Regions from separate parts of the Bos taurus genome. Here region 1 is linked to region 2. The links are chromatin contacts, called in public Hi-C maps. All regions are on one chromosome and are shown on one strand. The core of a region is the stretch at or near the end of the contact, and the rest is flanking DNA. Distances in the headings are between cores, read along the strand shown.

Evidence for each region. A called contact is a pair of places that touch in the nucleus more often than the background predicts.
Region 1: a Hi-C map of liver shows a contact between it and region 2, with 2.8 times the contacts expected there. A contact is called at or near these places in 2 of 11 Hi-C or Micro-C datasets (liver and an unstated tissue).

Annotation. Positions count from the first base shown.
Region 1 is chr5:32,570,182-32,576,702 of ARS-UCD2.0, reverse strand. ENDOU (endonuclease, poly(U) specific) reads right to left here. Exons shown (of 10, transcript NM_001102090.1): 3 at 5,516-5,587; 4 at 4,843-4,977; 5 at 4,019-4,190; 6 at 3,252-3,451; 7 at 1-24. Among named protein-coding and RNA genes, the nearest start is that of ENDOU, 10 kb to the right of the region's middle.
Region 2 is chr5:32,526,369-32,533,400 of ARS-UCD2.0, reverse strand. It overlaps RAPGEF3 (Rap guanine nucleotide exchange factor 3), which reads right to left and starts at 4,825. Exons shown (of 28, transcript NM_001080302.1): 1 at 4,552-4,825; 2 at 3,863-4,075. The coding sequence starts at 4,557.

The DNA of each region.
Region 1 (6,521 bases), core at 3,778-6,277, 43 kb before region 2:
ACTCTTGTTCCGAGCTGTAGCGGTCTGGGGAGAGGAGCACAGAGGACTTAGGAGAGGGGAAGGCGGGGCCAGGTCTTGGGAAGCAAGGCAGGGCCATCTGTCCCAACTTGACAAGAGGCAGGTGGTTCAGCCAATAAATGTAGTCAGTTGTTTGTTTAGCAATTATCTTTGGGGCACCTGTCCTGTGCCAGGCCCAGACCTGAAGGCTGAGGATTCAGCAGGGAATCACAAGGACAAGATCCCTGACTTTATAGTTTACATTCCAGTGGAGGAAACAAATGATAAACAAATAAACAGGATGATTTCAGATAAGTGCTATGAAGAAACTAAAGGAGATTATCCCATAATGACTGGAGGTGGGGATGGGGTGCTCTTCTAGAAAGCCAGAAAGGCCTCTCTGAGAAGGCACTAATCAGAGATCCGAAGGATAAGGAGTCAGCTGTACAAAGACCTGGGAGAAAGATTCTTACACGTAGAAGAAACAGCAGGTACAAAGGCTCCAGGACGCCTTGAACTTGATGTTCAAAGAGCTGAGAGTCTATGTGGGGGAGCATAGTGAGCAAGAGGAGAGAGTGGTGGGAGAGGGGGTCTGAGAGTCAGTCAGAAGTCAGCATACAAGGGTTGGAGCTTGATCAAAGAGTAATAATAACAAAAGTATTTTAGATTTACTATGTTATATGTGCCTGGCACTGTTTTAACTGCTTTAAATTCTCACATTGATTCTTCATGTCAGAGTGGTATCAGGCTTGGACTCCAAAATCACTGCCAACAGTGACTGCAGCCATGAAATTAAAAGACGCTTACTCCTTGAAAGAAAAGTTATGACAAATCTAGACAACATGTTAAAAAGCAGAGACATCACTTTGCCAACAAACGTCCGTATAGTCAAAGCAATGGCTTTTCCAGTAGTCATATACGGATGTGCGAGTTGGACCATAAATAAGGCTGAGCACCAAAGAATTGATGCCTTTAAATTGTGTGCTGGAGAAGATTTCTGAGAGTCCCTTGGACTGCAAGGAGATCAAACCAGTCAATCCTAAAGAAGTCAACCCTGAATATCCATTGGAAGGACTGATGCTGAAGCCCCAATAATTTGGGCACTTGATATGAAGAGCTGACTCACTGGAAAAGACCCTGATGCTGGGAAAGGTTGAAGGCAGGAGGAGAAGGAGGCAGCAGAGGATAAGATGGTTGGATGGCATCACTGGCTCAGTGGGCATGAGCTGAGCAGACTCCAGGAGATGGTGAAGGACAGAGAAGCCTGGTGTACTGCAGTTCATAGGATCACATAGTCGGACAGGACTTAGCAACTGAACAACGACAACAATTCCTGGTGGAGGAAATGGGGGTGGAGAGTGGTGACATAAAGAGAAGAATCAAATATAACTCCTGGGCTTTGGGCACAAGTAACTGGATGAATTATGGAACTATTAATGAGATGGGGAAGACTGAGAAAGGAGCAGGTCTGTCTGGAGGAAGAGGCAGGAACTGTGAGTTCTCTTTACACTAAGCTCTGAGTAGATGCCAGTTAGGCAGGTGGAGATGTCAGAAAGGCCAGTGCGACCCAAAGGCAAGGTCAGGGCTGGGGATCTGAATTAGGGTGTGATCAAATACCAACGGTTTACTGCCTAGAATTGTGAGAGGGGACACAGAAGATGTACCAGACATATTCCCTCCTTTCAAGGACTTAAAACATAGTTGGAAAACAAGACTAAAAATACATGACATACCACATAGCTGATTACTTTGCCGTACAGTAGAAACTAACACTACATTATAAAGCAACTATACTTCAATAAAAATTAGTTAAAAAAATAAAAATATATGATGTAACAGAGAACAGCTTCACAATCTGAATGACGACTGCTTTTCACTGAGTACTTTCCATGCATCAGTTTCCCAAGATCCCACTGCACAATGCTCAGACAGGGTCCAAGGGTCAAAGGGCCTGGGGTCACTTGCTTCATTAACAAGTGAAACCAAGTCTCTCTGCTCCAAGGGTATTTTAAGACAGAGTCCAAACCCTTGCCACAAGCTGCGGCGAGTGCAGCTTCATAACGAGGTAGAATGTGAGCTAGAACTTTAAGGAGAAGTGGGATTTGGTTAGGGAGAGAAGGGAAGACCGGGTGAGTAGTGGAAGAGCCTGCAGTAGCGCTGTCTCCACCTCCAAAATCGTCTCGCGTGTTTACCACAAAGAGGACACCAGGGGGCAGTGCAGGATCACACCCTCTTCGTAGGGTTTGCTTGTGTCACTGGCTTTACCTAAAAACAGTGTTACTAACTTAACCCGGCCACCGGAAGATGGAATGCGGTGTCTGAGCAGAGGCCATCCCCCGCTCTCCCCGCCAGCAAGGGACGACCTGGCTGGAGCCGCCCCCAGGCCAGGCCCAGTTGCCTGGAGTTCAGGGAAGGAATTCAGAGGACACTAACAAACACACCCCGTGCCAAGAAGCCCTGAGGCCCAAACCATTTTTGGTCTGATTCGAATGTATCTCTATTGGAATCGTTCCAGCCAGAACCCTTCCCGGTGAAACTTCCTACTCTGAACCTTTGTTGATTTTCTGTTGCTGCTTCCCCAGCAAAAAAAAAAAAAAAAGTGAAGTGGGCCGGCCTCTTTCCTGGACTTAGTGCCTGAGAAGGGAGCATGAACAGGGACTCTTCGTGCCTGGAAAATGGTGCTGAGTCTGGGGTCCACTGAGGGGTCGGCGGGGCAGGGGTGACTCACAGCCTGCAGTGAACCCTGAGACTGAAATACACATGGGGGATAAACGAGGTGGCTGAAAGAAAGTGAAAATGTTAGCTGCTCAGTCATGTCCACTCTCTATATGACCCCATGGACTGTAGCCCACCAGGTTCCTGTCCATGGGATTCTCCAGGCAAGAATACTGGAGTGGTTTGCCGTTCCCTTCTCCAGGGGTTCTACCCGACCTAGGGATAGAACCGTTTCCTGCATTGCAGGCAGACTCTTTATCATCTGAGCCACCAGGGAAGCCCCCTGGGGCTGAGATTAGGTTAAAAGACAGGATGACTCCCAAGCCAGGCAGAGGATTCTTCAGCTCCTGCTGGAGTCTGTGGGCTCCTCTCTCTGGCCCCTTCCCTGCCCCTTCCCAGGTGTACACTGGCCTCCACCTAAATCCTCACTTGCTCTCCTAACCTGCCCATCATGGACCCCCGTCCCCAGCAGGCACACCCCGAGTCCTCAGGATGACCTCCCTCATGGGCCGGGGGGGAGGCCCCACTGCCTCACTCACTCTGCTGGTGGAGGAAGCCGTAGAGTTCCTTCATGACGGCCGTCTTCATGATCTCTCTGAGGAAGGTGTCCTGCTCGGCCAGCTCCTGGGCTGTGAAGTGCTCCCCGCGGCCCGTGGCCCGCTGGTAGTTGTTGAGGAGGTTGAGGAAGGCGGAGTAGGTCGGCTTAGAGAAGAGCTTCTCATTGACATATGTGAAGAGCCTGGGGGAGGTAGAGGGAAGCCCAGTGAGAGGCCTGGACATGGAGCAGAAACACTCCAGAATGTCCAGATGCAGGGCAGGCATGTGAGGGTTGGGTGCAGAGGCAGAGTGGGGCCCTCAGATACTCCTGGGGACAATGCATGAGGTCACTCTTTTCTCTACTTCATCTTTTGGAAGGTCAGTTCTATTCTCAGCCAGTCTGTCCATCCTAAGTTCTATCATGTCTGACTCTTTGCAACCTATGGACTGTAGCCTGTCAGGCTCCTCTGTCCATGGGATTCTCCAAGCAAGAATACTGGAGTGGGTTGCCACTTCTTCTCCGGAGGATCTTCCCAACCCAGGGATAGAACCTTAAGTCTCCTGCACTGGCAGATGGGTTCTTTAGCACTAGTGCTACCTGGGGAACCTCAGAAACCCTCCCACATGGATCCCCACAGGCCCTCAGGATGGCTTTATCTGTCTCCAGAGAACCGGTTTCCCCTCTGCCTTTGATCCTACCTGCCTTAGGAGATAAGAGCTGAGGCACCAAAGGAGGCAAAATTCAGGAAGATGCGTTCAGGGAACTCACGGCTCTGGGCAGCGGTCTACTTGGTCTCTGGTCTCTGAGGGCGAGATGCAGTTTTGGCTGTTGAGAACGATGTCTTCCTTCCGGGCTTTGTTGGTGTCTGCCCTGTAGATCTTCTCAGAGACACTCTGCAGTTCTTCCTTAGTTATGGCATCGCTGCTGTGGGAGAAGCCCTCTGAGAGGAATTGGGGGAGGGGTATCTCAGAGCTCGATGGAGGCCAGGGGGCAGGTAGCTATCTGCGAACATCCCCTCGCAGGTACCTTCCAGAAGCCAGCATCAGGGGAGGGGGCTGCAGTCAGGCACCCTAGTGACTGCAGGGCAGTGGCCTAGAGCCTGTTAGTCCCTCAGTCGAGTCCAACTCTTTGCGACCCCTGAACTATGGCTCACCAGGCTCCTCTGTCCGTGGAATTCTCCAGGCAAGAGTACTGAAGTGGGTAGCCATTTCTTCTCCAGGGGACCTTCCCAACCCAGGGATCAAACCCAGGGCTCCTGCAGATTCTTAACTGTCTGAGCCACCCAGGGAAGTCCTGAGAGCCTAAAGGATCCTTACACTTAGCACAAAATACCCACACGGTCCCCTGCCACTAGGAAGGTTTTTGCACTTTGGCAAGCATCAGGATCATCTGGAGGGTTTGTGAAAACATATCGGTGGGCCCCACCCCAGAGTTTCTGATTCTGTGGATCCGGGCTGAGCCCTAGAGCTTCCATTTCTAATAAATTCCCACATTATGCTCATGCTACTGGTCCAGGGGCCACGCTTGGAGAACCATTGCTCTAGAGAGTCCCTCTGCCTCCCCGGCTATGCTAAAGGGAGCGGGAGACTGACCATGGCCACACAGGCTCTCAAAATCCTCGCAGCAGTTTCCAAACTCTGGGCAGCGGGCATTACAGTGGCATGAGTGGTGCTTGTCAAAGGCCTCCAGGCAGCGGCCCTGGCAGGAGCTGGGTGCCAAATACAAGCCTGAGAAGACGGAGAGGAGGTGTGTCCTGAGCAGACCGCTAGGGGTCGCTCTGTCGTGTCAGCAGCCAGGCCATGCCCCCTCCCCCAGCCCACCCTCTACTGCCAGCCCCGCCACCCCATCCCTACCCGCTACCAGCCTCGCTCTCCTGCTTCCTATTAAAGAACTCCAGGGAAGGAAAACAAACAAGCTTAATTGGTGCACACCCTTCACAGTCAGGAAGTCCTTTCTGATGCTGAACTCTCCTTTCAGGCCTGTTGTTTTTATAATCTTCCCTCTCTAAAAATAAAATCTCTTAACCCTCCCTCTCCCTCTTGCAGGCTTCAGACTCTTTCCTGCCTAACCCCCCAGCTCACTGAGGACCCCAGGGCTTCCTCCTGCCCAGGCCTCAAGAGTCCAGTGAGCCCCTCACCACCTCCAGGTGCTAGATTTGGGGTCCTGGCTGGCTTAGACCCAGGCCTACTGCTGTTGACATGGCTGACCTCTCCTTGCCCCATCCTGTGTCCCTTGTCCTTTCCCAAAGGCCCCCCCCAGACTCACTGCTAGCCGGAGCGCCCTCTGTCTCCTCTTCCAGTTCCAGGAATAGCTCTGGTTCTTTGGGATTCTCTTCAGCTGTAGGTCAGAGAAGTAAAGTCACCAGTCACCCCCAAGGGGCCCCTCCTCTTTATCCCTGGTTCTCAGTCCTCCCAACCAAGCATGTGCAGTGGAAAAAAATACAAAACAGGGGCTTGGATACAACATACAAGTACCAGGTGAAGGAGGAGGAAAATAGAAAATGTGAGACAGAGGGGGATTGAAAACCATTCTAAAACATGAAAGAACATCCCCAGGCATGACCTTCCTCACCATTTACCCTTCTGGTACTCAGTGTTGCTGTTCGGTTACTAAGTCGCCTCCGATTCTTTTGCAACCCCGTGGACTGTGGCCCACCAGGCTCCTCTGTCCATAGAGTTCTCCAGGCAAGGATACTGGAGTGGGTTACCATTTCTTCTCCAGGGAATCTTCCCAACCCAGGCATCAAACCCACATCTCCTGCATTGGCAGGCAGATTCTTTACCACTGAGCCACCAGGGAAGCCTGGTGGAGAAGGAAATGGCAACCCACTCCAGTATTCTTGCCTGGAGAATCCCATGGACGGAGGAGCTTGGTGGGCTGCAGTCCACAGGTCGCAAAGAGTCGGACACGACTGAGCGACTTCACTTTCACTTTCACCAGGGAAGCCTGGTATTCAGTGTGCTCATCCGTAAAAACGAGAGTGGGGACAAAAAGTGGTCCCTTCTGGGATGAAAACTCTGAGGTTGGTATGACTTTTCTTTAATATAAATTGATAGATGGATAGGCTTGAATCCCCCAAATGACAAGGCCCTCACTTAGGAACATCCCTTACCTATAATAACTCCCAGGGTCAAGGGTGAACTTCTCCCAGGCCTCAGGGAATAAGAACTGTTTCCTGAGTTACCAACTTCCCTACTTTCTTCACAGTTGCACTTGGCAATGGCCAAAGGCTGCGTTTGGGGGAAGGGCGTTCAGAAAAGCACATTCCTAC
Region 2 (7,032 bases), core at 3,576-6,075:
AGGGGAGGTGCCCAGTCACGTGGCCAGGCTGGGCAAGACTCAGATCTCAGATCCGCAGGCCTTGCTTCAACCATTTCCTGTCCTGCCCCAGGGGACGTGCAGGAGGCTCAGAGCTGGAACGCTGGCCCATCAGAGCTAAGGAAGAGACCTGAAGGCATCCCCTCTTATTTTCCTAAGGAAAGCAGCAGGAGCCCAGACAGATGAAGTAACTTGCCCAGAGTCACACAACTGCTTAGAAATGTCCGATCCTACTGAATAATTGTTATTAACACTGATCCAGAAGTAGGTGTTTGTCTCCTATTTCCTGGCTAGGGAAAAGGAGGCACAGAGGTTATGTAACCTGCCCTTTTCAAGCTGGTAAATAGGGGCACCAGAATTCACCCTGTGCCCACCTGATTCCAAAGCCCATGGTCTTAGCCACTAAGCCCTACCATTGCCCATGGCACCTCCTTGGTGCTGGGCCTCCCCCACTGCGCACGATGGTAAATTCTGTCTTCAGGAATGTTCCGCCGGCAGGGAAGTCTGAACAATCCTGGGTTAGATGAAGTCCCGTGTGTGTGTCATCATAGTCCCTCTGAACCCCTGCCGTGCTCCTATGCATGGGGACCTCCTGGGATCACGGTGGGGGTGCTATTCAGGGGCTGCGGTCAGCTGTGTGGGCTCTGGAGTCAGGTGCCTGGGTTCAAATCTTGGTTCCCCACTACCAGCTTGTTGTGTGACCCTGGGCTGCTTATAAAGCTCTCTGTGCTCCAGCCTCCTCATCTATAACATGGGGTTGGTGGCAATAGTACCTATCCCATAGGGTAATTTTGAGGATCAAATGAGTTAATTAATAATATGGAGCATTCAAAGCCATGCCTGCTTTGCAGTAACTACTTAGTCAATGGTAACTTAATATAACTCCTCTTTCACGATGGGCAGCTATCACCTGGACACGGTGCAAGAAATGCTGTACTTTGATGCTGTACCTGATCTGATGACCCTGAGTGTCAGCTTAGGGGCTTCTCAGCTAGAAAGCAGTGGCTGGTATGGGTAGGGGTGGAGGCCCTCACCCACCACCTCCTGTCAGGTTTGGACACGAAGGACTCAGGGTGGGAGAAGAGGTCCTATAGTTAGTTTCCCTGCACAGGGCCATGGCTTGCCCCACCCCCCTCCCTGTCACTGAGTGTCAGAGTCACACTGGAGGGGCAGGCACAGAGCCAGACAGCCACATGGGGACCCGTCAGACCAGTTCCCTTAAGCCACGGCTAGGGTCTCAGGCCAGGGCTGTGTGTGATGGGACTGGGAAAGGATGCATGAGGCAGGGTGAGGTTCTGGAGGGTCAATGGTACCTTCTGTAGCAAGAGAATATACACCACAGACTTGAACTCTGCAGCCAGATTGTCTCGGACCCAAGCCCAGCTTGTCCCTTAGCAGCTGTGTAACCCTAGACTGTCACTTAGCCTCTCTGTGTTTCTGCTTTTGCATCTATAAAATGAAATGATGGCGTTAGTAGGTATCTCTCAGGCTTCTGTGAGATTATTTGATGTGATTAAAGCTCATAATAGCACTTCAGATATAAATACTGCACAAACACTAACTACTTCCATCATTTGGACAGGTTGAATGAAAGCATGCTTTCTGAGTTAGAGAATAGAGCCACCTCTCCCCAAACAATCACTCAAAGAGTAGCATCTCAGGGTTCTCTAAGCTTAGGGGACCCACCAGAGGTCATCCCGACCTTGCCCCTGCCTCTAGATAGATTGGTTTCTGTGTTGGCTCCCAGGCATCAGATAATCTCATGTACCCCTGCTGCTGCTGCTAAGTCACTTCAGTCGTGTCCGACTCTGTGCGACCCCATGTTTATCAAAGGAGACGTTCTTCCATACTGTTCCAGCATCAGCTTTGCCATGGTTGTTAAGTCCTTTCTGTATCAAACCTCAGGGTCTCCAGCTGTAACCTGCTTTAATTTTCTCTTGTTCTGGTCTAATGGGAACAGAAAGTGCTCTCTTCAGACCTCAGGAGGTTGATGGATTTCCCCCTCAGCTTTCTAAAGGTGGCCATGGCCTGGGTAACTCCCAGCACCGTCCTCCTGGGACGCTGGGCTCCACGTCCTTACAACATCCACCCATCGCCCTGTGTGTGCACACTCCCTGCCAGACACTTGTTCCCTCATCCGAGCCCCCTCAGCCAAAGGCATCATCCCACAGGTGAGAATTAATAGCTTCACAGGGACCCAGAGTCTCTTAAACACAGACACAATGGGCTGAAACCACCTCACGCCTACTCCCCAGAGACGTCCTCAGGAGAGGATGTGGCCCCTGCCTCGAGCCCTAAAAATCTAAGTTCCCTCTAATCATCAATTCACGCACATATACCTGGTGGGGGAGGGGCCTTGTTTCTGTGCCTCTGACCCCATCTCTCACTCCACTGATCCTCACCCCCACCTTTCTGGCCTCCCCTCGCATACCAGCCCTCCAATTCTGGGACTGAGGGAGTCAGGAGAGAGCCTGGCAGCCTCCTCCACTCTCTCCCTTACTTTGGGTCCCAGGGGATCCTCCAGTGACCTCATTGTCCTGGCCCCTGACCTTCCCCCTACTCCCCACCTAGCCTCTACAAGCTAGGAAAGGGACAGGAAATGCACAAGTAATTATAGCCTGAGAGGGAAAGAGGGAGGGAGGGTTCCAGCCCACTGGCTCCAAGCAGTAGCTACTGCCAGTGACCTGGGGTGGGGGTGGGAGGGACAGACAGCTGAGCCCAGAAAGACCATGGCTCCCCTGCTCCGTCCAGAGTGCCATCTGGAGCAGCACCCAGGCCCATGAGGCCCCTTCTCAGGAAGACCCAGGGAGGGAGGAGGTGGAGGACAGCTGGGGACTGACACCTAGATTCTCCTCTCACTTCCCATTGCAAGGGGGACCCCATTATCTTGGTGGGCCTTGGTTTTCTCAACTCAGCTTCATATTTTGGTACATTTGGTAAATATAAATGGCTATATTTGGTAAATATATAAATGGGTGAGGTAGGAAGGAGGAGGCAGAAGGTGGTGGTCATTCTACTCAAAAGAATTTGCTCCTAAGAGAGGGGTTCTCCAAACTCTATCACCTGATCCAACTCCACCCCTTTGCCCCGATGGGCCCCCCCACCCACCTGCACACATGTCACAGACACACACCAGAGCTCAGGTGAAGAAAATCTATTAAGTCTGGGTGGTTGGGGAGAGCTTCTCTGCTGTTTTGGATCCTGCAACCATATCCTGCCTACCATCCACCATCTACCCACCCCCCCGCACCCTGCCCCCCACCACACACACTTCTCTTTCCTTCATTCTTGCAGCTCCAGAGATGTTCTTCACTGGCAAAGGGAGCTCCGTTCATCTCACAGTCTCCAAACTTCTCATAATTCTCCCCTGAGCCCCTCCAAGCCAAATGCCAACCACTTCACCCCAGATCAAGACACAGACTCCATGCAGTTCAGTCCTCACTAAGGAGAATGCTGCCACGGTGATGTTTAAAGAATAGTACCAAGCTTACCTCCCCAGCACTTGACCCGACCCCTGTATTTCATACATGTCTCCCACACCACCTGAAGAACACACGAGCACCTAACTCAAGCCACAGGGAAGTGACAAGTTCTTTTCCCCTTCGCCACATTCCTGAATAGGGGGACTTGGGCACCACGCATACCCAGCATACCCGCATACCCAACGCAGTTGTGTGAGACACCCACACTGCAGCCAGGCTGCCTGACCTGCTGCCCACCCCAGGTGTATCCCCCATGCCCGCCGAGCAAGCTGGACTGGTAGCAGCATGCTCGCCCTCCCAGTCGGGGGCCCTCTCCAGCCCAGGGGGGCCTGGCCCTGGCCAGGGAAGGGGATGGGACTCACCCAGCGCAGCCCCTGGATGCAGCTGGGGCGCTGGTGTTCGAGCAGCAGCTGGTAGGAGCAGCTTCGGGACCGATACATCCTCCTGAGCACCATGTTGAGCAGCGTCCCCTCCGGCACCACGTCCGGGAGGCCTCCCAACGGCGGTGCTCCCAGAATCGAGTCGCCCTCTACAGCCAGGCCCACCTGCCAGCGGCCCTCACCTGGCCAGCCCACCTGTGATGGGAAGAGGACGGCAGACAGCCATGAGGCTGGGTCCGGGGCAGCTGGACCAAAGCACGGCTCGGCTGCCCCAAGCAGAAGCACCTCCTTCGAATCCTCTGTACTGGTCAGGCGGAGGTGCTGCGCCCCTGCCAGGAGCCGGGGGAGGGACAGGAAGACCTTCACTGGGGCCTGCCGGTCTGGCGCACTTAGGGGTCTCCAGCCGGCGGCGGCGGCGGCGTACCAGAGATCAGGCCCTTCTTTGGAATTCTGCCCCACCCCACCGACCATGGACCTGCAGGGATCTCCACCAACTCCCAGAATGGAGCTGCGGACTCACTGGATCCCCGAGAAACGCAGCTTCAGCTCAAACCCTTCTTTTCTCCTCCCTCCTCACCCTTGACCAAGCCTCTGTCTCCCACCCCAACTCCCCCACCGTGTCAGCTTCCTCCTCTGCTCCTCCTCCCCTGCCCCCACCCCATCATACCCACCTTCATGTTCCTCCTTCAAGCTCGCACAGCCCTGCAGGCTCTAGCAGAAGGCAAGGGGTGGCGGGAGCACCCGCCCGCCCCACAACGAGCCACTGTGTGCCCCCGGCCTGTAAGTCCCAGGAGAAGTGAGCCGACCAATTCGTAGCTGGAGCCGCTTCCAAGGCAGCCCCAGCCAGGCTGGGTGGAAAGGCTCCTCTCGGGTTGGGGGAGAACTGGGGACTTGGTGGGGGGACAACGTCACCCCAGCCCCCAGCGACAAGGAACCCCGAGCCTCCCCTCCGTCCCAAACGAAAGAGCCAGCTGGCACCGGGCGCTGAAGCGAGGCTGCAGCTGGCACAGATCCGGGCGGGAGCTGTCACACCCCCGGCGCGGCCCGCCCCCTTCCCCTCCAGGGCAGACCGGAGGGGGCGGGGAGGACGCGCCTGGCGCTCGGGTAGGGAAGGGGGCGGGCTCCGGCAGGGGGCGGAGTCGGAGCGCAGGGTACCCGGAGCTGGCGGGAACCTTGGCCTCGAGAAACCCCGGGCGCCGTAGCGCCCCGGGAGTGTGTGCCCGGTAGCAGCGGCGGCGGCGGCGGGGCTGTCGGGGTAGGGGCTGCGGGGTAGGGCCGCCATGCGGCCGGGAAGAGAAACGCAAACAAGGAAACGGGGGGCAGGGGGAAGGGGGTGAGTCATTGCGGCCCCACCCGGGAGGGAAATCCGGGCTGGGGCCGCTTCCCGGCCGGGGGCGCCCTGCCTCCTGTTTCGGTTCAGGGTCTCGAACAGGCTGGGGGAGGGACTGGGCCATTTTCCCGGAGGGAATCCCGCTGCCCAGCCTCCCACCGCAGCGCTCCTCTGCACGCACCCCATCCGCCTTCTCCCCGCCCTACACACGCACGCACACCCCCGGCACGGGTGGGGAAGTTGAGGCTGGAATGGAAGGACGGCGCTCGCGGATGGTGGGGGCTGGAGTCGGGGCCGAGCTCTGGGAGGAGAAGGGGTTAGAAGGCCTCGCCCCCCCGCGGTTCCGGAGTCCCAAGCCGGCTATGTGTGGAGGGCCGTCGCCTCCCTGGGCCTCAGTTCCCACCGCCGCGTCGGTGGCCCAGCGCCCCCTCTTCGCCCTTCTCCTGCTTCTGAGGCGGCGGAGAGACAGTGGCTCCGGGTCAGCTATTCCCCCGGCGCCAGCGGCGAAACTGGTCCCATTCTTCATTGAGGGTTTTGGAAGGAGTCGCGCGCCCCGCCCCCGGCTTTCTAGAACGTACTCTCTTTTGGCCCATCAGTGTCCCTTTCCCTCTGCAGCTGAGCCTGCCTGGACAGAGGAAGACACATCTCTAACGTACCATGCCCCCTGCTCTTCCACCGATGATTATTCTCTTGGGGGTGTGGGTGTGGGTTTTCATTGTGATTAAAACCTCAATTTCAATGTATCTTTAAAAGTCTTCCCAGGAGCTTATCAAATGTAAGTTCCAGCCCCTTAAATTCAGACTCAGTCTAACTGGCATGAAATGGAAAATCTGTGTTTTGAACAAATACCCTAAAGTTGTCTGCTGGGTTCACACTTTGAAAAATGTTGGTGGAGTTTTAAATGCTCCCTCAGGGAAGACGAGGTTAGGTATGCGTCCTCAGTCCTCAGTCGCGTCTCTTTGCGACCCCATGGACTTTAGCCCACCAGGCTCCTCTGTCCATAGGATTTTCCAGACAAGAACACTGGAGGGGGTTTGCCATTTCCTCCTCCAGGGGACCTTCCCAGCCCAGGATGAAAGATGAGTGTCCTGCATTGGCAGGCAGATTCTTTACCACTGAGCACCTGGGAGGGGAGCCTAAAGATGATTCTAGCCCCAAGCCCAAACCCAGCCGCCCAAATGCAGGTAATTTTAAAGAAGGAAGAACAGTTTGGAGGGATTAACAGGCAGAGGTCACATGGGGAAGAGAGTTGAGAGGGAGTGGGGCTGGGAAGTGAGTTGAAATTTCAGGTTGCTGGTGCCATTGATCTGTCTAGAAGTTGCTGCAGGGGAGTTTCCAGAGATTGCAATCAGAAAGGGGTCTCTGATTTCCTATTCATACTGCCACTACTTTAGGCAGGTGGAAAAGGAGCCAGTGAGTAAGGCAGGACACTTGCATCCCTCACAGCAGACCACAATAGCCTATAAGTGCCTGGCACTGTTCCAGGTGTTCACAGGTATTTTCTCTCTGCCACCAGCCTGTGAATTAGTACTACTGTCATTACCACCTAAGATGGTGAAGATGAGGCTCAGAGATATTAAGTAACTTGCCAAGGTCACACAGCTATTCAGTGATAGAACTGGGGCTTGAACCTGGGTGGCCTGGCTGCACTTAACCCCCAAGCTATGCTGCACTGTGTGTACATCATATTCATTTTCTGATCCAGACTACATGCCTAAGAGAGGGGGCTACAGAAAGAGAAGCTGAGTATGGTGGGGGGTAAGGTGCCACTATCCAAGAAAGTCATCAAATGGGACCTTCCAACTTGTTTCTTTATCTCTGA